4 separate regions of the Mus musculus genome follow, and all the other regions are linked to region 1. A link is a contact called in public Hi-C and promoter capture Hi-C data. All regions are on one chromosome and are shown on one strand. The core of a region is the stretch at or near the end of the contact, and the rest is flanking DNA. Distances in the headings are between cores, read along the strand shown. Region 1 holds the start of Eif2ak3 (eukaryotic translation initiation factor 2 alpha kinase 3). Region 2 holds the start of Tgoln1 (trans-golgi network protein). Region 3 holds the start of Capg (capping protein (actin filament), gelsolin-like). Region 4 holds the start of Vamp5 (vesicle-associated membrane protein 5).

The links. Promoter capture Hi-C pulls out the DNA fragments that hold promoters and counts their contacts. A called contact is a pair of places that touch in the nucleus more often than the background predicts. Capture Hi-C pulls out chosen DNA fragments and counts their contacts.
Region 2: a promoter capture Hi-C map of liver shows a contact between it and region 1, with 3 times the contacts expected there. The contact joins the promoter of Tgoln1 here to the promoter of Eif2ak3 in region 1. A contact is called at or near these places in 2 of 39 promoter capture datasets (erythroid cells and pre-B cells) and 1 of 9 other capture datasets (liver).
Region 3: a contact with region 1 is called in a Hi-C map of B cells, with 5 read pairs. The contact joins the promoter of Capg here to the promoter of Eif2ak3 in region 1. A contact is called at or near these places in 1 of 484 Hi-C or Micro-C datasets (B cells) and 1 of 115 datasets of contacts at active chromatin or transcription factors (pancreatic cancer cells).
Region 4: a contact with region 1 is called in a promoter capture Hi-C map of pre-B cells, with 3 times the contacts expected there. The contact joins the promoter of Vamp5 here to the promoter of Eif2ak3 in region 1. A contact is called at or near these places in 3 of 39 promoter capture datasets (the C10 cell line, cranial neural crest and pre-B cells) and 2 of 9 other capture datasets (adipose tissue and liver).

What each region holds. Positions count from the first base shown.
Region 1 is chr6:70,841,839-70,849,280 of GRCm38.p6, reverse strand. It overlaps Eif2ak3 (eukaryotic translation initiation factor 2 alpha kinase 3), which reads right to left and starts at 4,766. Exons shown (of 17, transcript NM_010121.3): 1 at 4,260-4,766. The coding sequence starts at 4,555.
Region 2 is chr6:72,614,086-72,621,527 of GRCm38.p6, reverse strand. Tgoln1 (trans-golgi network protein) reads left to right here and starts at 4,528. Exons shown (of 4, transcript NM_009443.3): 1 at 4,528-4,851; 2 at 5,079-6,004; 3 at 7,373-7,442. The coding sequence starts at 4,806.
Region 3 is chr6:72,546,524-72,553,965 of GRCm38.p6, reverse strand. Capg (capping protein (actin filament), gelsolin-like) reads right to left here and starts at 4,693. Exons shown (of 10, transcript NM_001042534.3): 1 at 4,465-4,693.
Region 4 is chr6:72,375,549-72,382,990 of GRCm38.p6, reverse strand. Vamp5 (vesicle-associated membrane protein 5) reads left to right here and starts at 2,523. Exons shown (of 3, transcript NM_016872.4): 1 at 2,523-2,610. The coding sequence starts at 2,608. It overlaps Gm52494 (a long non-coding RNA gene), which reads right to left and starts at 3,709. Exons shown (of 3, transcript XR_003956310.1): 1 at 3,218-3,709; 2 at 2,887-3,094.

The DNA of each region.
Region 1 (7,442 bases), core at 3,517-6,016:
CCCTCCCCCCAACTCCCCTACCCACTCCCACTTTTTGGCCCCAGCGTTCCCCTGTGCTGGGGCATATAAAGTTTGCAAGTTAAAAGGTATTTCCATATTATACAATGAAACAATTTACTCAAAAGATTTACTCACAAATAGAACAGGATAGTTTAAAACTACATATTTACTCCTGTAACTTACAAGTTCTCTATCATTTGTTACTGTAGTCTTAAATAGGTTTTCTTTCTTTGTTTGCTTGTTTTGGTGTTTTGGACTCACCTCTGGGCCTCTTTCATGCTACTGATGGTCCCCCAAAACGTTTTAAACAATCCGTATAGATAGGTACATATACTATGTATGTATACCGCTTTCATTAAAGAAAAGAAGAAAGGAAAAGAAAAAAAACAGGTGGAGATGCCGCCAGGTATTGAGGAGCCATGTTCTAATGGCTGCTCACAGCAACTGACAGACAGGTCCCTTTGGTAAAATGAACACACAGAGCTGAGGTCAGATCAAGGACAGCCTCGTGGCTGTCACAGATATTCAGTCTAGGCATCAGTCAAGTCGAAGGAAACTACAGAGAGGAAGGACAGTCCATTTACTGGCCCCAGGTAAGTTTAGTTTGGTAGTAACTTGTTTGCAAAGTTACTTATAAGTTCTTCTTTAAATCAAGTTTTTGGTTAACCTCCAGGGTCCAGGGTGGAAGAGTGAACCCTGACAGGCCTACATGGGTAACAATGCTCTCTTTCAACACAGTATTTGGAGATGCTATATCATTTAAAGGCCCAGTGGGGTTTAAGACAACAAACAAAATATTATGAATTCGAACATCTGAGGAAACCAGCTTTCTGCACCTTTGGTTCCTATCAGCTCAGTCTGGGGAAAGACAAATGAAAGAGAAATAAAGAGGAATTAAATCATCTTATATTTGCAAAAAATGTTTAATGTTATTTCAAGCCAAAAACTTCTGACAGCAGGTGCACAGTGTATCAAGACGCCAGGAAATATCAACTTTAGTAATTCTTTTGTTAGGAAGTATAGAGACCAAGCAAGGAAAAAGGAAATACACTTTGCAATGAGTATGACAAGCAAGACTAAATTAGTTCTTTGTACCTTCAACATGTCTTCAGTGTGAAGATAAATGATCCACTGCAGAAACCCCAAGTAACACTTCCCTGGGCCCAACCCACTTCAGGAAGCAAATAACATTTTGTAGGCCAAACTCACTGCAGGAAGCAAGTAAGGAATTGCAGGCCTAACCTACTGCAGGAACCCTGAGTAACACTTGGCAATTTATTAACACATGTTGGAAGTCGAGCTGGTAACACAACAGTATCCATAGTTAAGTGTGTGATTGAGGCGTTTGTCCTAATTTTCTCAGTGGGGGGTGGGGTGGGGAAATACCATTTACCAGTCTAAAGTTTAGAAGAAAACTTTCTGAGACTGCTACTGGAAAAACAAGTTTACATTTTTTGGAAAAAGGGTGTTTATCCAGCCAGTCACATGCCTGAGACAGAGTCAACATTCAGGCACCAGGTAAGGTGGATGAAAGCCAATCACAAGAGAGAACTGAGTCTCAGTAGGTCCCATCTTGCTAAGGCTAATCATCAAAAGACAAGGCACAAAAAAGCAGCCACCCCTCACCCCCTTCTGCAAGCTTCAGAGTTCTTCACAGCTGTTTGTAATCAACGCTTGGTTAACTCAGCTCTGCCCCTCTAGCCCTCCCCTTGAAACAAACAGGATATTGTTCTATTATTATGGAACTAATATTTTCAGATTTTTGGCTTGTGAAGAGCACTTAGGTAGAACGCTGACTACTTAGCTCCTGTGGACCCGCTTGCCCATGACTTCTCACTCATTCACACTCTGCAGACTCCACACTACTGTTAACAGGGACCACACACTCTCTCCTCCCAACACACCTCCTCTATTTTCACTTGTGTCTGAGCAGGAGGAAAGTGGTCCTCCTGATTGACAAGCAATCCTTTGCTGCCCTTTGTAACTCAGATCTCACAGCAAGCCTCCTACCTCCCATGGCTTCTCTGTATCTTATCCTTCCTTCCTTTCATTTCCAACCTGTCCATACAGGCTCCCTCCTGGTAAACTACCAGGAAGGAAAGTCGGGAGTGATTCAGAAAGAGAGTAATTCTTACCCTTTGCAACTTACTTCCTTGGTTTAATGAAACTATTAAGTGTGCTCATCACCAAAATTTTCCAGACTCAGTCCTATACTCCAACCTAGTCAGCTATGTTGCTGCTGTCTATAAGATTTCCTGGGGCTTTCTTGTGGGCACCTTCTCTGCTTTATAACTGTAGCTATCTGTCTGCCTTCCCTTTAGCTGAAGTCTTTCATGTCCATCTTCCTGGCAAGCATCAATCTGGATGACCTAAATCTCTGAGGCATCAGGACCAACATCCCTTACCTTTTCTTCCCAGATTCTCTAAGCCTCTTGATGTTCCTGTTTGCTATCATTTTCTGGCCACTAACTCTTGATCTTTATACAGCTGTATCAAGAGATGAAGAACCAACTCACTTGCTAGGAACTAAGATTTTGCTTCAACTATCTCTCATATTAGTCCCAAGTAATGGAATATAATACTAGTATCTTTACCTTGTTTCAGTAAACCTTGTTGCTAGAGAAATAGACCTGACCATTCAAGATTAAGATTTCTCAGACTAATGTGTATATAAATCACACAGTGATCTATTACAAGGCAGGTGCTTAGTAGGTTGGGAGGTACTTGATTCTGGAGGTCTAACGTGGTTCCAAGTGATAATGCTGTTAGGCGAAGAATACACACACACACACACACACACACACACGCACACACGCACACACGCTCCCCAAAATGGTCTCAATATAATTTCCAACCCCCATTCTTCTTGCTGTCTTAAGTCCACCATCTATCAGAATTCTACCCATTTTTAAGAACCAAATCATTCTGTCACAGCCATTTCTTATCTATAAACCTACCTCATCCCTTGCCTTACACAGCATACACCAGCAAACTGTGCATCACCCATGACAGTTCCTTTGTACTGCTTTCTACTGTTCATTTGAACCGCCCTACAGTTAGGACCTTCTGCTTCATCCCGATTGCTGGATTGACTGCGTATTCCTTCCAAGAGCAGAGGCTTCCTGCTCTACCTCCATAACCCCAGGGGTTCTGCTCAGCTTTAGAAAGTCCCTGCTGCTGCAGGTGTGTGTTCTAAGGAAAACAGAATAGTTCTCTCTACTTCGTGTAATTTACTCTTCACAGCTGTTTCACTCATCTAGGAGAGTTCATACATTCGCAAATAGATGAAATTGTATTCTTTATTACTTAAACATTCTTAAATATAACTATTCAAATGGTGTATGGAGAATTTTAGGGCTTGCCCTGTTTATTTCTGGTAATCACTGGGTACCTAGATCAAGGTTCTGATACTTTTTATAATCTATAACTACTATGTTACAAACTTAGATATGTTCTAATTTAGATGCAGCTCTTAATTTACCTAATGCTCTTTTAGCATTCTTTCTATTAAATAGTGCCACTTTCTCCACACATGCTATCTGAAAAATACTTTATTAAAGTATTTTACATTCTGTGCAGACTTTGAAAATTGCTTTAAAACTTGTCTCTTGAATTTGTATGTTTATAAGGCTAAGAAATCCAACTGAAATAAACTATGCTAACCCCCTTTAAATATCAAAAAGCTGCTAGGATAAAAGAACCCAAGCACACTCCTTAAACTTTAACCTCTAAGTGTGTTCGGAGCTCTTGAGAGTGCTTGTTCTTACCCAGAAAAGGTCTGGTTTAGTAAAACCGGGGCGGAGCCTAGAAAACTGTCCATTTAACCAGCATCCCCCTGGTAATTCTGATGCAGGTGTTCCCGCATATCTCAATTAGAGAAACAGAAAATCAAAACCCTCGACCAGGAGCCACAACAGACTTGTATTTGAAGGATAAATGTAGGCATCTCTTTTGAAAGTCGTTTTACCTGTCGCAACAGAATCAGGACAGAACGAGTCAAGTATTTGGGAATGGGAGTGTAAAGTGCATATGGTTAAAGCCCGAAAACAATGAAAGCGGGGAAGTGACTTTCTTCCCTAAGCCGGGTGTTGCATTCTCCAGGCATCCCTCATCCTCCTTTAAAGATGCTGTTGCCCTCCCACAGCCAGGACCAGGCAGGCGCTCAGAGTGGGACAGGAAGGTGTCGCGGCTCTCTGCTTTGTCCGCAGTCACTCGCATCCCTGCGAGAGGTGCCCCGACCCTAGTTCCCAACCTCTCACCTGCCGCGAGGCCGCAGTTCCACGTCGTCATCGGGCTCCGTCGCGCGTGACTCCGGTTCGCCAGCGGCAGCCGGCAATGCCTCGGCGTCCTCCACGGTCACTTCGGCCGTTGCCACCGCAGGCACCCGCGCGGCCGAAGTCGGGGCGGCCGCTGCCCCTAAGCCAAACACTGTCTCCGACGCGGGAGCAAGCAAACTGCGGGCGGGCGCGACCGCCGAGATCCCCGCCGCGCAGCCCAGCAGCAGGAACAGAAGCAGCAGCAGCGCGCGCGGCCCGGGCCGGGTGGCGCGCTCCATCAGCGGCCCGCCCCACGCGCGGGCATGGAGACCCTGCCGTCGGCGCCCGCCCGTCTCGCCGCTCGGAGCCTCGGAGCACTGCGAGCGCGCGCCACGGACCCCGCCGCCTCTCGACTTCGCGCCGCAGCAGCAGAGCTGCCCGGCCACGTCTCAGCCACTGCCACCTGAGTGACAGCCTTGTGCAGACATCGCCCATTGAGCGAGGGTTCCGTGCGTCTGCTCTGCGATTGGTTGCGCGCCTTGCCACTCCGAGCCAGGCAGACGCGTTCCTTGTTGTCAACATTATACCTACCAATCAAATTGTAGTTTTCCCTGTGGCAGTCCGGCCCTTTTCCGGGAACGACGGCCAATGAGAAATGCCCCTCCCCAGAGTCTTCTTAGGCGATTGGTGAATCATTTCAGTTCCCTAATGCCACTTCTGGAACGGATTGGTCCATTCCCTGATTGGCCTCGCCCCTCAAAGTGAGGCGCTGGGAAAAGCTTGGAGATTATTGGTGAAAGTGGATGCTCCTCAAAGGCCTGAGCTAACTGCTTCTTGATTGGTTGGAAGCGGCACTTAGTACGTGGCCGATTCTGAGTGTGAAGAGGACCGTCCCCTGTGAAAGGAAGAAGAGTGGAAAGGAGTCCCGGGTGGCCGGGAGGTGGCTGATCTTAAAGGGATAGATGCTTTTGCTATTCCCAAGCCGAATTTATTTGGAAAGAAGGGATGAGAGTTGGGGGAAAGTGACTGCACAGGTCATGTGTCCTTAGAAGTTCAGGAGTTGCCCAATTTGTGGCTAGGAAGGTATTAAGAATTACAATTACAGCTTTGATAGAGATGACAGTGATCTGTAGAACAGATAACCCAGAGCGCCCGGAACGCCTCTTAACCTGTTTATAAAGGAGGATCCCAGGCCTGGCGCACTTGAAGTAATCTGCACAAGGTCACACAGTCACAAAAATTTATTAAGTCTCCCGGTTGGTTTGGCATGCTTTACACTGCCCTCAGGAGAAATAGAACGACAACGACCAAAGTGGGGAAGGTTCAAATGTTTGACCAAAGCGTTTAAAATTCTCTTAAAGTAGTTGCGAATACCCTGAAGATTTCAGAGCTGGTGTGTGGAAGAGTAAGAAGTTGCATCCTTCAGCAGTGTACTCAGAACACCAACCAAACACTGGGAAGATTTTTAATGATGTTGGCAGTTTGTGTACGCTGGTCTCCATCTGCATGAAGCACACTTAATTTCCACTCAGCCCCAATCCCTATAAACCCATTTCTCCCTTTAGTTCTCACCACATTCCTTCTCTCTTCTGTACAACAAATCTCTAAAGCGCCTTGTCTTCCTGTCCTCTCTCATCTCACACACACTGCACAGGCATTAGTATTCCTCAGCTCCACCCAGATTGCTCTGATTCACTCACATGGTTTTAATAAATTCGAAGAGGAGTCCCGTTTTTCCTCCTAAGTGTCCTCCACTGTGGAACTCAGCCTTTCCTCTATGAGACATTTTGTCCCTTGTTTTCCTGCTTCCCTACAGGGCAGGATATGACCTTCAACTTACCCTGTGTTGCTTAGGATGAAAGCCAAGGACCGGAAGTTCTTGCCCTGTATATTAATTCTCCAGGGCTGTCATAGCAAATTCCCTCTAGCATATGTGTTCTAGAGGCTAGAATTCCTCCATCGGGAGCCATCAGAATCGAGTTCTTCTGAGGCCCCTTTTGGTTTGTTAGATGGCTACTCTATTGCTTCTTCATGTGAACTTTCCTCTGCTCATATGGTCCCTTTCTCTTTTTATTTATTTTTAAAGATTCCATTTTAAGCTCGTATGTATACTGGTACTGTTGTGTCTGGAAGAAACTCTTCCCTTGGAGTTACCTGCTACCTATGACTCTGACAATCTTCCCATCTTTTCTGTGCAAAACACAGCCTTGTGGGGAGAGGTTTGATACAGATATCCTATTTAGGACTGAGAGCTCCAGAGTACCCAACTTTCTGTATATTGTTCAGTTGAGGATCTCTTTGTTAATTTCTGTCTTTATTGCAAGAAGCCGCTTCTCTGATGAGGGTGAATGGTGCTCTACTGACGATATAGCAATATGTCATCAGTAGTCGCTTTATTGCTATGTCCTTATAACAATAATAATAGTAGATTTGCCCCTAAGTATGTGACTGTCTAGTTTCAGGTTTTCACTACAATGTCAGCATCAGCTATGGGTTCTACCTTATGGAGTGGGCCTTAAATCCAATCAAAAAGTGATTGGCCACTCCCAGAACATCGGTGCCACTAATGTGTACATGGACTCAACAGAAACTGACAGCATACAAAAGATCTGCACAGGCTGGAACCAGACCAAAACCCAGCACTGACAGTGGTCGGTGGATACAAAGTCCCGCCCCTAAGCAAGACACTATTTGCAAGATAACTGCTGGGAAAGGGAAAATTAGTTTTCTCCAATGGAGTTTCACTGGGTAGTACATCAGCCACACTCCAGGGTGGGCCCATGCCTAGGAGTACTTACCTGGTTAAGACAAAGCATATGCTAATTTTTTGTGCTTTTTGTTTTGTTTTAGAGGTCTTTATCTTAATTTTTTTCCAGTTTGCTTGTCTGCTTTAATTTTTGGTGTTTTTTTTCCCTCCTGTTTTTGTTTTTATTTTAGAAAGAAAACCTGAAGTTGGGTGAGTAGGAGGTGAGGAGGAATTGGAGCGGGGAGAATACCATTTTATTTATTTATTTATTTATTTATTTATTTATTTATTTATGTGTGTGTGTAAATTTTAATGTGAAAATTTTCACTTTAATTATTTTTAAAATGTGTGTATGTGGGTCTCTGTGTAGGTTTGTATGTGTGAGCGCACGCAGTGCCTGTGGAGGTCAGAAGAAGGCATATGATCCCCGGAGCTGGAGG
Region 2 (7,442 bases), core at 3,279-5,778, 1.8 Mb before region 1:
TCCTGTGGCCTACACACACACACACACACACACACACACACACACACACACACAGGGAAATAAGCATTCATGCGTACACATGCAGAAACTCTTTTTCCTTTCACTCTGACAGATTAAGAAATCTCAGTGCTCAGGGAAAAAACGAAACAACCAAGACAAACTCTGCTTGAAAAATGCCATCATGCTACCTAGTCCTTTGTATGCTGACACAAATGGGGGAAAGTAAATACTACTCAGTGCTAGCCGGTCACTGTAGTCCCCGCTACTCAGGAAGCTGAGGCGGGAGGCTCCCTTGAGTCCAGGAGTCTGAGAGAAGTGTGAGCAGCATGTTGAGATAAGAGGAACAGCGGGGGATGGAAGAGAATGGAAGGAAAAAGAAAAGAAAAGTTCCCTGTTATCAGAAGTTTGATAAAAATAACATGGCCCTGAGCAAATTGCTCAATCTTTTTGTGTATCTGTCATCTTAGAAGCATGCAATTTAACCACTATCTGATAATAAAGTTACTAGCAGGTGAGAAGGTGAGAAGAATCTGGATGTTCAATAATAAGAAAACTGTCACAGTTATAATAAACATGTACGTTAGTTTTACTGAAACAATTACCAATGATATTTTAAACAGTGCTGGGCGGGTATGGGAGACTTTTGGGATAGCATTGAAAATGTGAACGAGGAATATACCTAATTAAAAAAAACAAAAACAAAAAAACAGTGCTGAGGAAAATGGCTCCTGGGTGGTGGTGGCGGCGGCGGCGCACGCCCTTAATCCCAGCACTTGGGAGGCAGAGGCAGGAGGATTTCTGAGTTCGAGGACAGCCTGGTCTACAGAGTGAGTTTCAGGACAGCTGGGGCTACACAGAGAAACCCTGTCTCGAAAAACAAAAAAAAAACAAAAACAAAATAAAAAAAAAAAAAAGGAAAATGGCTCCTGTATTTGTGCTGCACGCTCACACTTCCATCCTGGCCTCTCTCCTCTTGGCTATCACAATCATCCTAAGAGAAGAAAAGCCAAAGTAATAAGCAAGTGGCCAGAAGCAAATTCATTTCCTATCTGCCAGTCCACCACCCCTGGCTCTCCACTGGCGGTCCCCACCTCTGAGAAAGCACCCTCGTCCTCCCTCCCCATCTCCCCTCTGCTTCCTTCCTTTCCAATCTATCTCGGAAGAATGTTAGTTAGTACCCTTTCCCAGCGCCCTCTCCACTCTGAACACTTCCTGTCATTCTCCCTGGGCATGTCCGCTACCTGAGATATGGCAGCAATCTCCTAAATGATTAACACCCAGATCCTTCTCCCCAAGCCAGTTCTTTCTGAAACAACCAGAGTAATGTCCAAACATTCTCCAATCTGATGAAACCTTGCCCCTACTAAAACCTCTTCAGTGGCTTCTTTTACTGTTTATAGATAAAATACAAATGCCCCGGAGTTCTATGTGATGAGGACGTCTCCCCTGCCCTGCCCGGTAACGTGGACACTGGGTCGGGTTTAATTATTTGCCACTGCCCTCTCCACCCACCCACACCCACACTAAGCCAATATCCTTAAATGTTAGTCAAACATTCGTCTTAAAGCAGGCAGACAGAATTTTCTTTTACAAACAGATTCATTTACCAGTTCACTTCCTCTAGCAAGGCAGAGTCAACATTATAAAATTGTGTGTGTGTGTGTGTGTGTGTGTGTGTTAGTTCTGGAGACTGAACCAAGTGCCTCTCATGTGTCAGGCAAGCAGCACTCTACCCCTGAGCTACAGTGCGTTTCCTGGAAGAAGCTGGAGGACTTCTCACATCTCTTGCAATCTTTATTCTCTCCTCAGCAATGTAAGAGGAGGGAGGAGGAGGAGAGGGGTGGGGAGGAGCTGTGAGGAGCTCATTGTGGGGATTTGTATTCAGGTGCCAGGAAAAGCCCTTGTTTCTGAAACTATCTGTGCCATGCACTATTCCCTGAAATTTGAAAACTTCCAGCCGTGCAGGACTAGAATACACAGTGCATCGTGGTGGGGAAATCATGGCAGCAGGAGCAGAGGGAGCTGTTTACAATGAATCCATCACCAGGAAGCAGAGAGGCATGAACCCCGTATACTGTGTTCAGCTTGCTTTCCATTTTATTCTGTCCAGGACTCCAGCCCATGAAATACTAATGTCCCCACACAGAGTGGGTCTTCTCACCCCAATTAACCTAACCTAGATAATCCCTTACAGGCACACCCAGAGATTTCTCTCCATGATGAATCTAAATCCCATCAAGGGGACAATCAAAATTAACCAATTACAGCAAACGTGGACAAATATCTATCTGATATTTATCTGCCTCACTAGATTTCGTGCTTTATCAGATTAAAGTCTTTTTTATTTAGATATGTTTGAGACCACGTCTTACTTTGTTCTTCAGACTGGCCTCCAAATTTTGGTTGTTCAAAGGATCCTCGGCCTCTGAGGCTGGAGAGATTGCTGAGAGGTTAAGAACTCTGGCTGCTCTTCTGACCCAGGTGCAATTTCTAGCACCCATATGCTGGCTCAGAGCCATCTTTAACCCCAGTTCCAGAGGCTCTGTGTCCTTTGGCTTCCTTTGGCCCCAGTCAGGCACAAAATGCAGAGGCATAAACGGAGGCCAAACAGCCACACACATAAAATAACAATACATCCTATTTAAAAGATCCTCTATCTTAAACCTCCAGAGTATTGAGAACCATAGAACCCGGCATGGTGGCACAGAACAGTAATCTCAGCATTTCCAAGGCAGAGGCAGGAAGACTGATGCCAGTTCAAGGTCTGCTGTACTGCGGAGTGAGTTCCAGGCCTGTTATGACTGCAGAATGAGAGCCTGTCTCGAAAATGACAAAGAAAAAAAAATGAACATAGATGTTGAGGCTACTTGTTAAATCACTGTTTATGAGATACCTAGCCTGGCAAATGTTCATAAATGACTTTAGACAACTTGTTTAAACCATCCAGCACTACCATAGATGAGGACACAGGAAATGACTGCAAACAGGAATCTGCAGATGAGCAGAGAGCAAGCACATTTAAAGTGGGTGTATGTTTTACTGACATGTATGTCTCTACACCTCATGTGTGCAGTGACTGTGGGCCAAAAGACGATGTCAGGTCTCCTGAAACTGGAATTATAGACCGTTGTCGGGTGGCTTGTGGGCTCCAGGAATGGAATGTGGGTCCTCCGGAAGAGTAGTCAGTGTTCTTAAGCACTGAACCATCTCCCTAGACACTAAAGATGTCTGTTGCTGTTGTTTTTCAAGACAGAGTTTCTCTGTGTAACCCTGGCTATCCTGGAACTCACTCTGTAGATCAGGCTGGCCTGATTCAGAGATTTGCCTGCCTCTGCCTCCTGTGTGCTGGGACTAATGTTGTGTCCCACCATCACCTGGCTCTCTAAAAAAAGTTTTTTTAAGTATATTTCTTTTAAAATTCTATTTTGTTGTTTGCATTATAAGAATGTGTTGCTTGGGCTGGAGTGATAACTCAGCAGTTAAGAGCACCACTGACTGCTCTTCCAGAGGTACTGAGCTCAAATCCCAGCAACCATATGGTGGCTCACAATCATCTGTAACAAGACCTGATTCCCTCTTCCAGTGTCTGGTGACAGCTACAGTGTACTCACATATAATAAATAAAATAAACCTTAAAAAAAAAAAAAAGAATGTGTTGCTTGTGTGGTGTGGTGGTGCATGTCTTTAACCCCAGCACTCAAGAGGCAGAGGTAGGTGGATCTCTGTGATTGCAAGGCTAGCCTGGTCTACAGAGCGAGTTCTGTTAAACAGAAGAACCCTGTCTTGGAAAGAAAAAGAATATATATGTGGTGAATGAGACAAGAGTGTTTGTCTAGTGTGCATAGAACCACGATTTGATTGCTAGTACCACATAAATTGGAGACACAAGCCAGTAGTCCAGTAGGAAGATCAGAAACTCAAGGTCTTCCTGTTTGAGTAACAAAGTACCTTACTTCCTGGATTGGAGAGATGGCTCAGGGCTTGTTGCTCTCCCACAGGAACAGAGTTCAGTTTCCAACACCCACAGAGTTTGAAACGCTTGAAGCTCTAGCTCTAGGGCATCTGATGCCCTCATCTAGCCTCCAAGAGCACCTACACACAGGTGGCAGACACACATACACAAATAAAAATAGTAAATCTTTGATATTTTATTTCTTAAATAAATAAATAGCCCAACAGGGGCGTGGTGAGGCACCTGTAATCCCAAACACTCAGGAGGCAGCAGGTGCCCACATAGCAATATGGTTTCAAACACATAGAAATTCAGAAGAACAAACAAGAAATCAAAAACCTTGGTAAATTCAGAGGGCCCTGGATACAGCCAAGAAAGGGATTAGGATCAGGATGAAATGTGTTTGCTTCTAGATGGGCAAGTGCTGAAGAGAGTACATTTGTTTGTGAAGTGAGAAAGCAGCATCGGCAACGGAGAGGTTGGAAACACGAGCAGAGGATGCGACAAAGAGGCGCCCGGCCCCACGACCCTACATCATAAGCAGCGAAGGCGACGCAGCACCTGCCGGTCGCAACAGCTTCCGAAAAACGAGGCCAAGTGAACAAGAACGAGATCGCCGAGCCCCGCAGACTGCTGAGAAACAGAAGGGACTTGGGGGGGAATAAAGAGCTGGACTTGACTTCCGGCACTCTACCGGAACACACAGACAACGGCTGCTGTCGCCCGGTAGCCCCACCCCTAAGGCGGGGCTGCGCCGGAAGAGAAACAGTCCGCCGGAAAGGGAGGGGCCACGCTCGGGAAAATCTCGTGCGCCGCTCTCACGTCATCAGAGGGCGGAAGCGCAGACTGCAGGATGCGGTTCCAGGTTGCGTTGCTCCTGCTGAGTGTCGCGGTGGCGAGTAAGGACCCCCACCCCAGCCCAGCTCACTCTCCCCTTTAGGTTCCCCATTCCTCACCTTGGTGGGTCGCTACGGGAGCCGGCGTCTTTCTTGTCTGGCCCGACCCTGCTCTAGCCATCTCCGCTTTCCCATTCGGCCATCCCCGCTAGGCTCTCAGAAGTCAAGCCCGCTTCTCTTCTTCCGAGGACTTACTGTTTTTTGTTTTTTGTTTTTTCTGTTTGTTTCAGGAGCTCTGCCGTCCGTTTATAAGAGAGACGCCGACTCAGGTGACTCTCAGAATCCTCCGAATCAGCCTTCCAAACAGTCCTCCACTCCCCTGCCTTCTTCTAACCAGGTAAAGACTACAAGGCCGACCGACGGTCAGGGGCAGAAGTCAGATAAAAAAGACCAGGACAAGACGACTTTGGCAGCAGTTTCCAGTAAGGCGGAATCTGGGCCGCGGACCGCCGCGACCGATCACAGTTTGGGTGATTCCAGAAGGCAGCCCGAGAAAACGGATGCCGAGTTGAACGAAACTGCGCGGCCCCTCTCACCAGTCAACCCCAAACTGGAAAAGTCTGATCAGAGCTCCACAGAAGATTCAGGCAAGCCCACAGGAGGTAATTCTGGCAAGCCCACAGGAGGTGATTCTGGCAAGCCCACAGAAGCTGGTTCGAATAAGGCCACAGAAGATGATTCTGGCAAGTCCACGAAAGTTGATTTGGACAAGCCCACCTCCAAAATCTCCCCAGATACGGAGACTTCGAAGACTGACAAAGTCCAGCCAACTGAAAAAGGACAAAAACCAACACTTACTTCCAAAACTGAATCTGGGGAAACACTGGCAGGGGACTCTGACTTCTCTTTAAAGCCAGAGAAAGGAGATAAGTCTTCAGAGCCTACTGAAGACGTGGAAACCAAGGAGATTGAAGAGGGTGACACAGAGCCGGAAGAAGGCTCACCACTTGAAGAAGAGAATGAAAAGGTGCCGGGCCCTTCCTCCAGTGAGAACCAAGAGGGGACACTTACAGACTCTATGAAGAATGAGAAGGATGATCTTTATAAGGACAGTTCTGGAAACACCAGTGCAGAGAGCAGCCACTTCTTTGCATATCTAGTGACCGCTGCTGTTCTTGTTGCTGTCCTCTATATTGCTTACCACAACAAACGAAAGGTAAGAGGGGACTGGGATTTCCAGGACCCTAAGTTCTTTGTTCATGGACAGCTATCTGTCACTCATCTGCCTGTGAGCTTTGAGAATTTTAAGATCATCTTGTTTTTTCCATAGACCCTGCTGGGGCTTATAAAACTAAGTTTTGTAAATCAGGTGTTTTCATCATGTGACTTGTTTCCTCTCAGTTCTGCTGTAAAGTGCCAAGTTGGACGTGAGTCATGACCTGACCTAACTGTAATTCCCCTCCCCTAACTTGGAACTCAGATCATTCCCAGCCTCTTGATATGTAGACCTCTTCCCCCTTTTCCAGGCTTAAGATAGTTTACCATTTCTAGCTTCTATACCAACCATCTTCCATCTGGAGGCAGGAAGAATGTTTTCAGTTACATAGTTACTAACACCAAAAGTAGAAAGCCAACCAACAAGAGTTGAAATTGCACAAATGTACACATCTTTGGGGTTAAAGTGTTACCCATGAAACAACTTTAGAAACAACTCTATATGACAAAATTATTGTATTTCCTACTGAGCCATGAGATTTAGAAGACAATTTCAGTAACTTGACTTATTGAAGAGTTCAATTTGTGATAGCCTTTGGGCATAAAGAATGGAGAGTGTACATTCTTCATTTACATCTAAATGTCCATGTTGAGAGCAGTAAATTAGAGAAAAGTTGTTGAAACAATGTGTGGGCACAAAGCAAGTGTTTGTGGATAGGAAACAATCAGTAATTATCCCCACCCTGCTTAAACCTAGAACTCTGGCAAAAGAACTGGTAGACCTTTAACTCTAGCCCCACAGTTAAGCCATAAAGATTTCCACGGGCCTCAGCCTCCATCTCGTGGTCCTTTTTTTTTTTTTTTTTCAAGACAGGGTTTTTCTGTATAGCCCTGGCTGCCCTGGAACTCACTCTGTAGACCAGGCTGGCCTCGAACTCAGAAATCCGCCTCCCTCTGCCTCCCGAGTGCTAGGATTAAAGGCATCACCACCACCCTGCTCTCTTGGTCCCTATTAAGTAGTATAAAGGATTTTGTTATAACCAAACCCTTTTAAAATCTTTACAATTTATTACTTTTGTGGTGTTGGAGGTTGAACACAGGTGACCTGCATGCTAGACAGTTGTTCTACTATAGTGCTATATCACATATCACATGCTTGGCACAGCATTCGCCTAGTATCCACAATGCCACGATTGCACTCCAGCACTGGAAAGAAAGTGTGTGTGGGGTGTGTGTGTGTGTGTGTGTGTGTGTGTGATTTAAATAGGCCTCTCTGTGGATCTAGGTAAGTGCTTCTGATTTCAGGAACTGAATGAAGTACAGCATTACAGAGTCAAATGTTATTCTGTTTTCTTTGTCCTTCCCTCAGATTATTGCTTTTGCTCTGGAAGGGAAAAGATCCAAAGTCACTCGGAGGCCAAAGGCCAGTGACTACCAAC
Region 3 (7,442 bases), core at 3,444-5,943, 1.7 Mb before region 1:
GGATCCAATGCCCTTTTCTGGTGTGTCTGAAGACAGCTACAGTGTACTTGTTATATACATAAAATAAATAAATAAATTCTTTAAGAGAGAGAGAGAGAGAGAGAGAGAGAGAGAGAGAGAGAGAGAGAGAAACTGATGCCAGCCTGGGACCCTGTGAAGAGAGAGAACTAGAGCCTTTAACCCCAGCACTCAGAAGCAGAGGGAGGTGGCTTTCTGCCTACTCAAGGCCAGCCTAGTCTTCGTAGTGTATTCCAGGCTAGCTAGGAAGAGGAAGAGAGAAGGGGGATGGGGGCCTTAAGCAGAATTTTGTATTCTTTAAGTCTACTAAAAACAAAACCCTCATAAGATGCTCTCCTTCCCAGCCAGCTCTCTCCCAGGGGAACTGCTCTCATCTGGCAGTACCTATCCCTTGATGTTCCCAGCATCCTCCAGTTCCAGAATGACAAATGCCACCTTTGTTTTGTAAAGCAAGAGAAAATATTTCTCAGGTAAAAGAAGTTGTAGTAAGGGAGAAAGCACAGGAAAGCTGTCATGTCGTTCTGTTAGATGTACCAGCCTTGTTTTATAACTCCAGAAAAATGCGATCATAACAACTTCGCCCTTCCTTTTATTTGTTCCTGTCGGGAGCTGGCTTCTTTTTTGACATCCACATATGTACTGTGGTACATGCACATGTGTGCTTGAGTGTACATGTACACACACTAAAGTAATAAATATGTAAATGAATGTGACCAGTGAGTTGGGGGGGGGGGACTGCAAACGCAGTCGGTCCCCCTTAATTAGCTACAAGCGCTCCCTTACTGTACGCTGAGCCATGTCTCAGGCCGGTTTTGTTCTGTTTTGTTTTGTTGTTTGTTTTAAGGCTTAAAAGGCAGAGAGCATATGTCGTCAGCATTTAATTCAGCGTGCAAGTTTCCCACACAAGTACGAAGCGGCTCCTACAGACCGCTCCGGAGGACCGGAAGAGCGGGGTCGTGCCGAGGGCGGAGTCTGCGTAGGGAACAGCAGGAGGCAGAGCCCTGGGGAAAGATGAAGCCGGGGAATCACCCATTTCCTTCCCAGGACCAACCTCCCAAAGAGAGGAAGGCGTGACACTTCCCGCAGGGAGGGAACTTCGTGGGGTGTGCCCCCCCACACACACACACCCCACACACCCCGCTATGGGCAGCCCAGCCTGTGACTCAGGAACTGATGAATAGTCAGCCCCAAACCCAAGCACAGGAAGAGACAGAGACAGACTGAGCCCACGGCTTTACTGCTTTCAGTTCTGGGTTACCAAGTAAGAAATTAGGCCGGAACTCAAAACCATATGTCCTCCTCCGCTCCAAGTCACTGCAGGGCTCGGATGTTAATTAACTGTGTGCACACCATGGTACGAGCACACACACATACACACGCCATGGTGGGTTAAACTCCATCACTCCATCTGAACCTTCTAGACGTTTCTGTGTACCCCCTTGTCAAATCCAGTTTCTGCCAAAGATTCTTGAAAAAAATCAGTTCAGCTGCAAATCCCCATAATCCCTAACCCATCATCCTCCTTTATTCAGATCTGGTTCCTCAGCCTGCACCATCCCCCCCCTCCCCCATCTGATCATCCTGACTATCTTCAGCAAGAATCCTGTTAGGTTAGTTTGACAGAACCTCCCACCCCCCTGGCACTTCCTTTTAGTAATTTTCCATGCACTGACCCTCAGCTAGCTCTAGACGATTTAAGTCTTGTTTTCTCGCACTACTTTGGGTCTTAAGACTAGTCTTTCTCGCACACTGCAAGGCCCCGGTACTGTGGTCCCTATACTTTAGTGACTGTCCTGTTAAAGCCTTCTTTATCAAGTATCAAGGAGTAAGTTTTTCTCCCTTTATTTCTTTTTCTTTCAGCACAGGGTCTCTTGTAGCCTTAAGCAGGCCTTGAATTCACTAGGTAACCAAGGATACCTTAAACTTCTGATCCTCCTGCCTTCGCCCCCTTCCCCATGTTGGATTACCAGCAGGTTTGGTTTATGCAAAGCTAGAGATCAAATTCAGGTCTGGGTAAACTCTACTGTCAGCTACATCCCCAGCCCCTAAGTTATTCTTCAACAGAACCACTGCATACAAAGGCCTGGAGAAACTGCCTCCACAGGCTGCAAGTGTACTGAATAGCTGTTCAAAGTGATCCTTAGTGCAGTGAGGTCTATGGGGAGCAGCTTGGTCTAACACCTGGTGCACTGCAACTGTGTGGAGAGGAAGGCTTTTAACACCCCTGACAAAGCTAGGCAGGCTGGTGTAAACCTATATATAATCCCCATTAATTGATAACCTGAGATACTTATCAGACATTCAAGGCCAGCCTCAGATGCTGAGTGTGTTCAAGGCCTGTGCAATATAATGTGGCCAATCTCAAGACAAAAAGTAGAAAGAGGGCGAGGGACAGATCTCGGGGGCACAATGCTTGCCTAGCATGCATGAGTTCCAAGTTCAATTCCAGCTCCCAAGGAATTGAGTGGGGTGCATGGGGGACACTGAGCTGAGCTAAAACCAGGCTGCATAGACAGAGGCTGGGTAGCAGAGCCTGAGAGAAGCTCCAGGTTCTGATAGGGGCTGCGGCTGCCCTCCCGTCAGCTCGAGGTCCTGCTCTGGTCAGGCTTTCCTGGGGAAGGGTCTTCCATTCCTGTCTCCTCGTTTCAGCCCTGTGACCTGTTCCTACCGCTCCTCAAGCTCCCACAATGTACGTGTCACAGCCCCTCCATCCCTGTGGGCACACGTCAACCCTAGCTGTCTGTGGGATAAACGACCGCTCGGTAGGCTTAGCTCCTGTGGGAGTTTTCCCAGCCCCATTGTCACATCATCCTCTGCTTGCAGGTTTAGAGCACATCTGGCCACCTTCTTGTGCTAACAACAGCAAGGCACACCTGCTACCCTATCACAAGCATTCATGACAGAGTCTATTATTCACTTCCATTCCTTCAAGATCTGTTGGGGGGGGGGGGCTCAGCATGAGGAGTAGTCCATGCCTTATGGCCTACCTAGAAGGTTCAGGAAGTGGGGAGCCATCATACCCAAAGAAACCACAGACCAACTTCCTCCCCATCAGACCGTCACATAATCACAGACCGGCATTAGAAGAGGCTTTAGTGCTTAGATAGTCCTTAGCGCACACGAACGAGCCCTCTTCTGTGGCTCACTTCGCCATCCTCCTCTTGAATGCTTCTGGTGGTGGGAAACTCACCACCTCACAGGCAGCCTCTGTGTCTTTCACTGGGAACGGGAAGCATGCCGGGAACCAGACCCAGGGCCACAGGGCACAGCTGGAAAATGCTCTACCACTGAGCTACATCACAGCTGGCCACCTCTGCTGAGGACTCCGTTTTCCCCCATTGTGCCACAATGTGATGAGTTTTAGGGGCTGGCTTTCTCCCCGAGACATGAAAGCACCTTTGGAGCAGGAAGCTGAGTTTGCCTATGGACCTTTGGACACACCTGACTGTGCCCGGAAAAGTGTCTGATTGTCCTAACTTGCTGAGATCCAATGACTGGACTAGATGAAAACCAACGGGATTGCTTAGGATCTCGACATCCAGGCAAGGCCTGGAGCAGCCTTGAAGCAGAAAGCCAGAGGGCAACGAGGCCCATCTGACTGTCGTGAGCAGTGGGGGGGAGGATGTGTGCCCTGCTGGCTAACTCTGGCTAGAATACCTTTTAAGGACACACTGGGGGCTTAGAAGTGGAGTCCACTCCTACCTCCAACAAAATGCTTGATCCTATCAATGTGCATCAGTGGCCCAGTACTGAGGAAAACTGGGGCTATTTTTGCCCTCTTGGACCCTGACTCACAACAGGTCACTTCCCCTCAAAGACCATATCCGCCCCGTTAGTGTGAGCTGAAATAGCGGCCCTAGGGAGGAAATAGAGGGCCAATTCAAGAAGCCCAGGACTTTCTGACTGTGGCCAATGTCTCTTAGAAGTGGGAACAGCAGTGGCTCTGAACCCCCAGGACAGGCCAAAGCAGATCCCGCTCCCCACACCCCCAGATTCTACCTTCATCTCTCTCCACACTGGTCCCCAGCCAACCCTCTAACTGGGGGCTGGCTGACTGTCCCTCAAGTAGCTGAACCTACCTTGTTCCTTCTCAGTTCCCTTCCTTCCAGTTGTCTGGGCCCAGGATAGTGCTATCTTGGGGACAGACACCACCAGATCTGAATTCACCTCCCGACAGGTTGATGGCTTCTGGGGATCTCTCAGGTCTGACACCACCTCCTACAGACCAGGATGAGCCCAGACCCTTCAGCTCCTCCCCAGCAGCTAGAACACATCCCACCCACACCCACTCAAGACTCTGCAGCTGCAAAACTACAGCTAATGACCTGAGCTGACTTACGCCTGGGGACACCGTTCCCACCTGTTCCCGGACCCTAGCAGCCAGCCCTCACCTACCCACTCATGAGAGTCCTAGTCCCTTCTCTACAGAGCCCTTCCCAGTTTTACCTCTCCACGGGCCTTTTCTTCTCAAACTCGTCTCAGCTTGCCCCTCGATAGCTAGCTTCTAACTTCCCTCTTCGCCACTGGGCTGCCCCACCCACCTGCCCCACCCATGGGGAGGCTCAGTACTCAGAAGTCTAAGGGCTCAGGAAAGCCAGCTCCAAGGCTGGGCCATGCGGATGGAAGGCTGCTATTTCTCAGACATGGTCACTGGGAGGTTAAAGCCTGACTAGGTCTCATCACAGCGGCCTCGGGCAAGGCAGATTCTGAACAATTTAAAGAGTCAGACCAGCAAGGAAAGTCCCATTCCACTCACTAGCCCCGGCAGAGGCCTGAGTCTGCTCAGGCCCTGCTGTGGCTGGTTAGTCACTTTTCCTGGGTTGGGTCACTGGCCCTACACTACTTTTTCCTCCTCCCCCTGACTAGTTGTCTCATTGCCCTGAGTACATGTGATGATGACCTACTCCTTCTCCCTCCTCCTCTTCCTCCTCCTCCATTCCCCTTCCCCTCCTCCCTCTTCCTCTCCTTCCTCCTTCCTTCTCCTCTTTCTCCTTTTGGTTTTTCAAGACGGGGTTTCTCTGTGTAGCCTTGGCTGTCCTGGAAATCTCTCTGTAAACCAGTCTGTTTTTGAAGCAAAGTTCCAAGAGAGTGTTTGAGGCCCTGACACATTCTCTCTCTGTGTGTGTGTGTGTGTGTGTGTGTATGTGTGTTCATTTTGGTGTTTTGTTTTCGAGACAAGCTCTCATGTAGTCAGGCTAGCCTCTAAAGGCAGCTCAAACTGGTCTTGAACACTTGACCCTTCTGATTCCCGGATGCTGGGATCACAAAAGTGCACCATCGTGACCAACTGTTGTTTGGTTGTTTTACTGAGACAGCGTCTCACTTTGGCACCCAGGCTGCTATGAAACTAAATCTGTAGCCCAGATTGGCTTCAATGCTATGAGAATCCTGCCTCTGCTTCCTGAACACTAGTGATTTACATGTAATGAGGCACCACACAAGGTGTCTTGAAACATGAAGTCTCTCTATGCCCCTTAGCTAGGCATGGTGGCTCTTGCCTTTAATCCCAGCACTCGGGAGGCAGAGGCAGGTGGATCTCTTGAGTTCCAGGACAGAGGGCATATGGTTTCAAGCTCAACCCAAAGCAACAGCCGCTCCCTTCGCACAGTCACAGGACCATAATATAGAATCAGTCTGATCTAACTTGCTGGCCCCAGGAAAGCCTTACCCTGGGGCACAGCCCGAAGTCACATAGAAAACAGGACGCTCAGTCAAGGAGGCTCTTATTCCCTCCTAATCCCTAGGTCAGCAGTTCTCAACCTCCCTAATGTGTGACCCCGCAATACAGTTCCTCATGTTGTGGTGACCCCCCCAACCATAACATTATCTTCCTTCTACTTCATAACTGTCATTTGCTACTGTTATAACTCGTAATGTAAATACTTTAGAGATAAAACTTTGCCAAATGATTCATGACTCACAGGTTGAGAGGTTCAGGAATATTTGCACCTAAGGAGCAGCTACAGTTGGGTGACTCAATGTCCAGGGACCCTGACAGGCCCATCCTGGAAGAATGTTAGTCAACAGTCAGATCCATAAGTCCACTAAGCCATAGAGTTTAGTGTTCAGAGTCATGGCCCTGGCCCAGGTAGCACCGAAGCAAGCTTGCTAATTATCCAACCATCAGACCAGCCTAACCTATCTCGGAGGCTGCTAGGGGAAAGCCTGGAGAAAACAGAGCACAGAGTGGATATGGGGAGTTGGTATTTGCTTGCTCATTTGAGACTGAGCCTGAAGACATAACTCAAGCTAGCCTCAAATGTGTGATCCTCCTGCCTCCATCTGAGGACTGGGATTACAGTGTACACCCCCATGCCTTCTAGATAAATGTGTTCTGTGTGCTAAAATACCATGAGAGAGAGAATTAACTGTTTTCTCAACATTAAATGCAGTCACTGGGACGGTTCAGTGAGTAAAAATGCTTGCTCTGCAATGATGGCCACAGTTCGATCCTCAGAACCTATAATAAAAGGACAAAATGGTTCCTGAAAGATGTCCCCTGAAATGGTAGATACAGCTCAGAGGTCAAGAACAACTGCTGCTCTTCCAGAAGACTGGAGTCTGGTGCCCAGAAGCCACATCTGGCACCTCACAATGGCCTGCAACTCCAACTCTAAGGGTCTGACTCCCTCTTCTGGCCACAGAGAGCACTGCACTCACATTTGAATATACAGATAAATTACACTACACTATTGAGTTTTGTCAACCTGACACAAATCTAGACATATCTGGGAAGAGGGTTTTCTAATTGAGAAAATGTCTCTGTAGGACTGGCCTATAGGCACGTCTGTGGGTCATCACCTTGATTACTGAGCAACATGGGAGGGCCCAGCTTACTGTGGGCAGTGCCATCCTTGAGCAAGGTGGTCCTGGATGTTAAAAGAAAGCAGACTGAGCAAGCCACGAGAAACAAGCCAGTAAGGAGCCCTCCTCCATGGCGTCTGCATCAGCTCCTGCCTCCAGGCTCCTGCCCTGACTTCTCTCAGTGGTGAACTGTTACCTGGAAGTGTAAAATGAAATAAACCCTTTCTTCTCCAAGTTGCTTTTGAGCATGGTGTTTTATAACACACACACACACACACACATACACACACACACACACCTTTCAAAATAAATCAAAAGAGATTTAGAAAGAAAGTTGTCCTCTGGCTGCCACATGTGCTGTGACAACCACCCACATATGATGAATAAGTAAAACTTAAAAAAAAGGAAATGTTCTCTGTAAACAGTTTGTGGGGCTGGAGTGATGGCTCCATGGTTAAGAGCAGTGGGTGCTCTTTCAGAGACTCAGGCTCCATCACCAGCACCCTCACGGAGGCTCCCAACTGTTTGTAACTCCAGTCCCAGGGAATCTAATGCTCTCTTCTGGTCACCTCAAGTACCAAGCACACACACTGTGTACATACATTCATACATGCAGACAA
Region 4 (7,442 bases), core at 1,274-3,773, 1.5 Mb before region 1:
CCTGGCATTTTGGTTAAGAGAAGCCACATTTAGGATGTCAAGGGCAGCCTGGAAGGTGGAAGATGGCTTTAACTATTTCTCCACAGCAGCTCAGGAAGGCTACACAAATCTAGAAGCACACCAGCATCTCCAGCAAAGGAACAGGCCTACAAGCGTTTAGAACAGCTGGGCAGTGGTGGCGCACGCCTTTAATCCCAGCACTCGGGAAGCAGAGGCAGGTGGATTTCTGAGTGTGAGGCCAGCCTGGTTTACAGAATGAGTTCCAGGACAGCCAAGACTATACGGAGAAACCCTGTCTCGGAAAGGAAAAAAAAAAAGAGTTTAGAACAGAGAAAAGCCAGAGTCAGCACTTCCTGTAAGAGGCTGCTTTCATTTTACATTGGAGTCAAATTCACATGGCCTTCTTTTTTCTCTTCTTTTCTCCTCTTTTCTTTTCCTTTCTTTTCTTTTCTGTTGTTTTCTTCTCTTTTCTCTTTCTTCCTTTCTTCCTTTCTTTCTTTCTTTCTTTCTTTCTTTCTTTCTTTCTTTCTTTCTTTCTTTCTTTCTTTTAATAGACAAAGTCTTACTTTGTAGCCTTGAAGCCTAGGTTAAGCTGTCCTGGAATTTACTATATATGACCCAGGCTGGTCTCAAACTCAGTCAATCCTCCTGCCTCATCCTCTTAAGTGTTAGGATCACAACCATAGCTACAGAGCCAGCTCAGTTTTCTGTTTGGTTTTGTTTTATTTTGTCTTCGGGCAGGCTCTCATGTAGTAACTGCTCACATTCATTAGACAGCAGGCCATGGCTGTGAACCTTGACCCTTCTGCTGCTGGCTCGCCGATGCTGCCATCTACCACCAAGTCTGGTTTGTATGATGCGGGACATCAAACCCAGGGCTTGGGGCAAAACAGGCAAGCCCATCCCCAGCATCCATTTACAATTGAGTTTTTGCCTTAAAACTAAAGTCTTTTTAAAAACTCTTTGTTCTTTAAATTATTTTTATTTTATGTGTAAAGATGCTTCCTCTGCATGTGTGACTGTGACCATGTGTGACACGTGTCCTTGGAGGCCAGAACAGGGCATCGGATCCCCCGGAGCTGGAGTTAACAGACCGCAGTGAGCTGGCATGTAGTGAGCTGGCATGTAGTGAGCTGGCATGTAGTGAGCTGGCATGTAGGTGCTGACAATTAAACCTCAGTCCTCTGGAGGGGCAGCCAGGACTCTTAACTGCTGAGCCGTCTCTGCGGTCTCACATTTTAGCCTTCGATTAAGCACATAAAACAGCACCACTTAATATATTCCTCCGTGAGCTTTTTGTGGAATTCAGAGCACAGCGTATCCTTTACAAGTCTTCAGGCTTTCTGCACCTTTTGCACAGTTCTTTACAAACAACCTCATTTTAACCTTGAAGTTGGCCTGAGGCTGGGACGGGCCAATGAGATTAAGGAAAGGACTTCTCAGTTCCCAGTTCTGCAAGAAAAGCCGCAGTTTCCTCGGCATCTCTCTTCGTCAAGAACTCCATCTTCCTCACCTGTTAGAGGACCATCCCGCAAGGCCCACACCAGGAATCTAAGAGAAAGTGTGTGTTCTCAGGCTGGGCAACACCTGTTTGTTTTCCTTGCAGCAGCTTGCAACTCTGTCCTAAACTCATGCTGTGAAACTCTTCAAGACAGTCTGTGTAGTTTGTATTTTATTCTTATCCAAAAGAGATGGTCTCTGCTTGAGTACCACTTTGGAAGCTGGCTCCCATCTTCTCCTTTGCCTCTTCTGCCTCTTGTTGGTTCAAAACTTGAGATCCATCCACACACCATTGAGACTTTTAGCTCACAGAAATGTCTGCAACACTTTAGCATTTTAAAAATCTTCCTCCCCCAATGTATGGAGATCAGAGGCCAACTTGCAGGAGTTGGTTCTTTCCACAACGCGAGTCCATTTTTTAAAAAGATTTATTTATTTATTATATGTAAGTACACTGTAGCTGTCTTCAGACACTCCAGAAGAGGGCGTCAGATCTTGTTACAGATGGTTGTGAGCCACCATGTGGTTGCTGGGATTTGAACTCCGGACCTTCGGAAGAGCAGTCGGGTGCTCTTACCCACTGAGCCATCTCACCAGCCCTAGCTTACCATTTTTAAGGGTATAACTCGGTGACATACAATGTATTCAGAATACTGCCTGTTCCGTCTGTAAATAATCAGAACTTTGGAGTGGTTGGTGTGTTTTTAATTTCGGGTGAGACGCACTCACCAAGGTGGCAAATACTTCTGGCTTGTTCATGTCAGCTCCAGCACATAGCTCCCACAGATGCTTTTTGCATGACGGAATGACGCCTCCTGGGCTAACTCCTGATGCAGCCCCAGATCCAAGAGACATCGGTCCCCAATTCACCAGGCTGGGGTGTCATCGGAAATCGGACGCCTGTGGCCCGGTAGGAGGCGCCCCACGGGTCCTGTCACCGCTTTCGGTTTGCCCGGGACGGGCACCTCTGAGAAGGCGCGCCCCCCTCCCTCTTGGGCTGCGGGCCCGCCCCGCCCCACGGCTTCCTCCCGGGCCGCGGGCACTGAGGCCGCTCGGGGCAGAGGAATCGGAGCCGGCGAGCAGGCAGCGGCGGCGGCTGCGGAGGCAATGGTGAGACGGGCAGGGGCAGAGGGCGATTGTGCAGGGGCAAAAAGCAGGATTCTGAACCCCAGGGGCATAGGTCACGCTGGTCGCACGGACTAGTCCCCAACTTTGCAGGCAACCGGGGAGGGAGACTTCGGAGTGCGCCCCGTCGGGGCAGAGTGAGCGGTGCTACAGCTTCCCACGCTCCTGGAGCAGTTATCAGCTCCCGGCAATACCGGGCAAGTTACTTAACCTCCACGAGCCTCCTTTTCCGCGCAGTGAAGTAGGGGCAGCAATACTTACCTTGGTGGGTCCTTGAGAGGTTAAAGAAGATGTTTATGGTCGCTGCTGCCAGGCACTCAGAACCCTTTGCTGAGAAGTGGTAGGTAATGCGATGACCTCTCCAGCTCTTCCCCAGGCTAAGAGGAGCCAGAGCTGGCCCAAGGGTTGGAAACCTGAGCAGATGCCTGGTAGAGGCCCCGTGCTGACGTGCTGACAGATAAACACTTCCCTGGGGGAAAAGAGAAAATAAGTTGTTTACTATAAAAGTTCCATGAAGTTATCCCTGTGACCCAGCCTGCTGACTCTTTCCTAACCTCTACCTAGTAACATAATCATGAGTTGAGTCACCTACATTCACTCCTGCTGCAGACTTGCCATTTCCAAGACAAAAGTGTCAGGGACCACTGATGCCTGGATCCCACCTTCCAGGGCTCCTGGGAAGGTGGCCAGACTGGAAGCAAGTTTAGTACTCTAAGATGGGATGGATGTGGCCTGGCTAGGGGTGGCAATGCCTGGATGGCCTCATCTCTAGGGAACTGGAGGCAGGAAAGGGAAGTGTGGCAGGAAGGTAGCCCTAAGCTTTGAGGCCACACCAGGAAACCGAGGGAGGCTCTGAGAATGGGCTGGAGCTGAGAGCCCACTTCCGAGAGTACAGGGCAGAGATGGTCTTTCAACTGGCTCTCAGCTCTTGAGGAGAAGTTCTGAAAAGAAGGCTGCGCCAGGTTAGGTTATCTGGCTGTTCAGGAGAACCTTGGGGGTTCAGAGTCTGGGGGATGCATTAATTTTATCCCTTCAGCCTGTCTCCAGCTCCATCATCTATCTCTTCTTCCCTTGTCCCCCTTTCTGTCTCCAGCTCTTTCCTCCTGCATCCCATCCCTCTGACTACCATATATACCCCCACCCCCAACTGATTTCCCTTTCCTTTCCCTTTTCTTCACTGGGACTCATTCAGTCAAAATGATTTAAGAAAAAAATTCTTTTTTGCCATTGGAATAGCACAAAACAGTGATGGAGGAGATGAAAATGAGAGATGGAAATGAGCAATATTTTTTTGCATGTGTGGTATGCACGCTTGTTCACGTGTCTGGGCACATGCCTGTTTAGATACATGTGGAAGTCAGAGGCTGATGTCAGGTGTCTTATTAAACAGCTTTCCACTTTATTTTTGGAGACGGGATCTCTGGTTCAACCTGGAGCTCACCAGTTTGTCTCGTCTAGCTGCCAGCTTGTCCTTGGGACCGGCCCCTTCTTCCTGCCCCTAGGATTACAGGCAGACTGCCTGGCTTTTATGTGGGTGCTAGGGAGTCAGACTCTGGTCCCCAAACTTGTGCAACAGGGGATTTATTTATGGAGGCATCTTCCTAGCACCATAGATCATTTTAAAAGATTTTATTCATGTGTATGAATTTTCCCCTGCATGTATGTGTGCGGGGTACCATGTGTGTGCAGTGCCTGTGGAGGCCAGAAGAGGGAATTTCACCTTGTACTGGAATTTTAGGCACCCGTGAGCCGCCAAGTGGGTGCTAGGAACCCAGATCTTCTAGAAAAGCAGCAAGTGCTCTTAAATGCTGAGCCACCTCTCCAGCCCCACCATAAATAACTAAAAATTATTTAGCCTGCTTGTTTGGTTTTGGGGGACAAGGTCTCATGTAGATCAGATTGATGCAGAACTCACGATGTCGCTGAGCCACAGTGCCTGAATGGAGTTAACTATTTTTTTGAGGCAGTCTTGCTATATACCCTGCCCTTAAATGACCTAAGTAAACAAAGCTGGCCTTGAAGTTGCAGCAATGCTCCTGCCTCTGCCTCCCAAGTGCTAGGATTACAAGTATTTGACACCATGTCCAGATATAGAATAAATTTTTTTAGACAAGGTCCGACTAGATACTATATAGACGTGATTGGCCTCGAACTCTGCCTACTGAGTACTGGGATTAGGTAGGTTCATAGGCCTATGCTCAGCCTAAAATAATCCTCAGAATCATTTGTCTGGCAGAACTTGTGCTTGTAGTCACGGGCCTTTCTCCTTTGAACACAAGCAGAGTTGGCATCCAGTGGCTAGTACTCTTTAGCCAGTCATCAGGGGCACCAGACCTCACACTTTCTGTGCGTCTGGTTTAGCACAGGGATTAGACATGTGGAATCTCTGTCCATTCTACCCTCAGGTTGGTTACCTACTTACTCTAGACAAGGACAATAATACTATCTTCAGTGGGTTATTGTAAAGGTTTAGCCAGATACCCACATGCACAGCTAGCTCAGTGCTGGGTCAGGTTCCTGTGACCACGGAAAGGTAGCAGCTGTTACTATTGATCAACACTTAAGGCCTGTAGTCCCAACACTTGTGGGCAGAGGCAGGAGGACCCCCAAGTCCCCGGCCAGGCTGTACAATTTAATGGGAGTCTGTTTCATGTTTGTTTGTTTGTTTGTTTGTTTGTTTGTTTATTTAGGTTTTTCGAAACAGGGTTTCTCTGTATAGCCCTGGCTGTCCTGGAGCTCACTTTGTACACCAGGCTGGCCTCGAACTCAGAAATCTGCCTGCCTCTGCCTCCCGAGTGCTGGGATGAAAGGCGTGCGCCACCACGCCCAGCTTTTTTTTTTTTAAATAGAAATTTAAAATTTCTGAAAGGACTGCAGTATGGGTCATCGTACATGGTTCAAATTCCAGTGCTACACAAATAAACACAGATTTCGGTAGCCTGTAGCATCCGATGAAGACAGCAGAGATTGGAGCTAGAGCACTGATTCTCAACCTGTGCGCCTCCACCCCTTTGGCAAACTTCTGTCTCCAAAAATATTCACATTATGATTCATAACAGTAGCAACATTAAAGTTATGAAGTAGCAACAAAAATAATTTCTATGACTGGGGGGTCACCATACATGAGGAACTGTATTAAAGGGTAACAGGGAGGTTGAGAACCACTGGGCTAAAGGCTAATTCTCAAAGATCTACAGCCAACTCCTTATGAAAATAAGGAGGAAGTAAAAGCCTGAGTGTGCAACAGAGAGACCTTGGCTGGTTGTGGATCCCATGAGAGAGAAAAGATGACTCTCTTGAGGAACTTATATATATATATTCCACACGTGAGAAACCCTTCCTAAGGTCTCCAACACTTCTGTGTAAGCAGGGGGTGGAGGGGTCGGCTGGAGCAGTGGCTCAGTGGTTAAGAGCATTTGTTGCGACTTCAGAGAACCTGAGTTGGATTCCCTGCACCCAGATGGTGGCCCCCAGCCATCCCTAACTCCAGATCCCTAGTTCCAAGCAGCCTTGGTACACTGACTTCTTTGGGCATACATGTGGTGTGCATACCAGCATGTAAGCAACTTACTCATAGATAAAATACATATTTTTAAAAATTGGCTGCTCTTACAGGGGCCCCAGGTTTGATTTCCACAACAGATTTCACAACAGCAAACAGCTGTCTGAAAGTTTAGTTCCAGAGGGTTGGTCACTTTTTTCTGGCTTCCTCAGACCCTGTATGCACCTGGTGCACAGACATATATACAGACAAAACAGCCACACCCATAAAATAAAAATAAATAAAGCTTGGGGGGAAAAAAGAGGTGAGGTGTAAGGGGAACCAAGTATTTATGATGGTGTACATCTGTTCTCCGAGCACTTGTGAGGTAGAGCAGGAAGTTTGGGAGTTCAAGATTGTATTCAGCTATGAAATTAGTTCAAGACCAGCTGCAAACAGGACTACCTTAGACCTGTCTCAAGAAGAAAAAAAAAAAAAAGCATGGGCTGCAGAATGGCTTATTAGTTAAAGGCAACTGCTGCTCCTCCAGAGGACCTGCATCCAGCCTTCAGTAGTCACTATGGGTGGTCCACATGGTAGGTGACTGAAGAGCCAGAGCACAGTCAGATCCCCTGAACTGCAGTTACGGATGTGGGTGCTGGGAAAGAAACCAAGGCCCTCTGGAAGAGCAACCAGTGCTCCTAACTGTTGAGACAACTCTCCAGCACCCATAAATATTTTTTTTAAAGATAAATTTTAGGGCTGAAGAGATGACTGTTCCTGCAGAAGACCTGGATTTGATTCCCAGAACCTACATGGTGGCCAACAACAAACCATAATTCCAGGTCTGTGGACATCTGACAGCCTCTTCTGACTTTCTTGGGCACCAGGCACACACACTGTACACATACACATGTGCAGGGAAAACACTCACTCACGTAAAGTAAATAAATCTAAAAAAAAAAAAAAAAATTCACGTTTAAAAAAAGTCAGCTGGAAGCCTGGCAGTAGTGTCACATGCCTTTAATCGCAGCACTCGGGAGGCAGAGGCAGGGGGACTTCTGAGTTCGAGGCCAGCCTTGTCTACAGAGTGAATTCGAGGACAGCAGGACAGCCAGGGCTACACAGAGAAACCCTGGATCGAAAAAAAAAAAAAAGTCAGCTGGGCTGTGATGGCTCATGCCTTTAAGCCTCGTGTTCTGGAGGCAGAGGCAGGCAGATCTCTGAGGTCAGCCTGGTCTACAGAGAGATGTCCAGGACAAGCAGGGCTATTCCAAAAAAAACCCATCCTGAAAATAAATAAATAAATAAATAAATAAATAAATAAGTCCTTAAT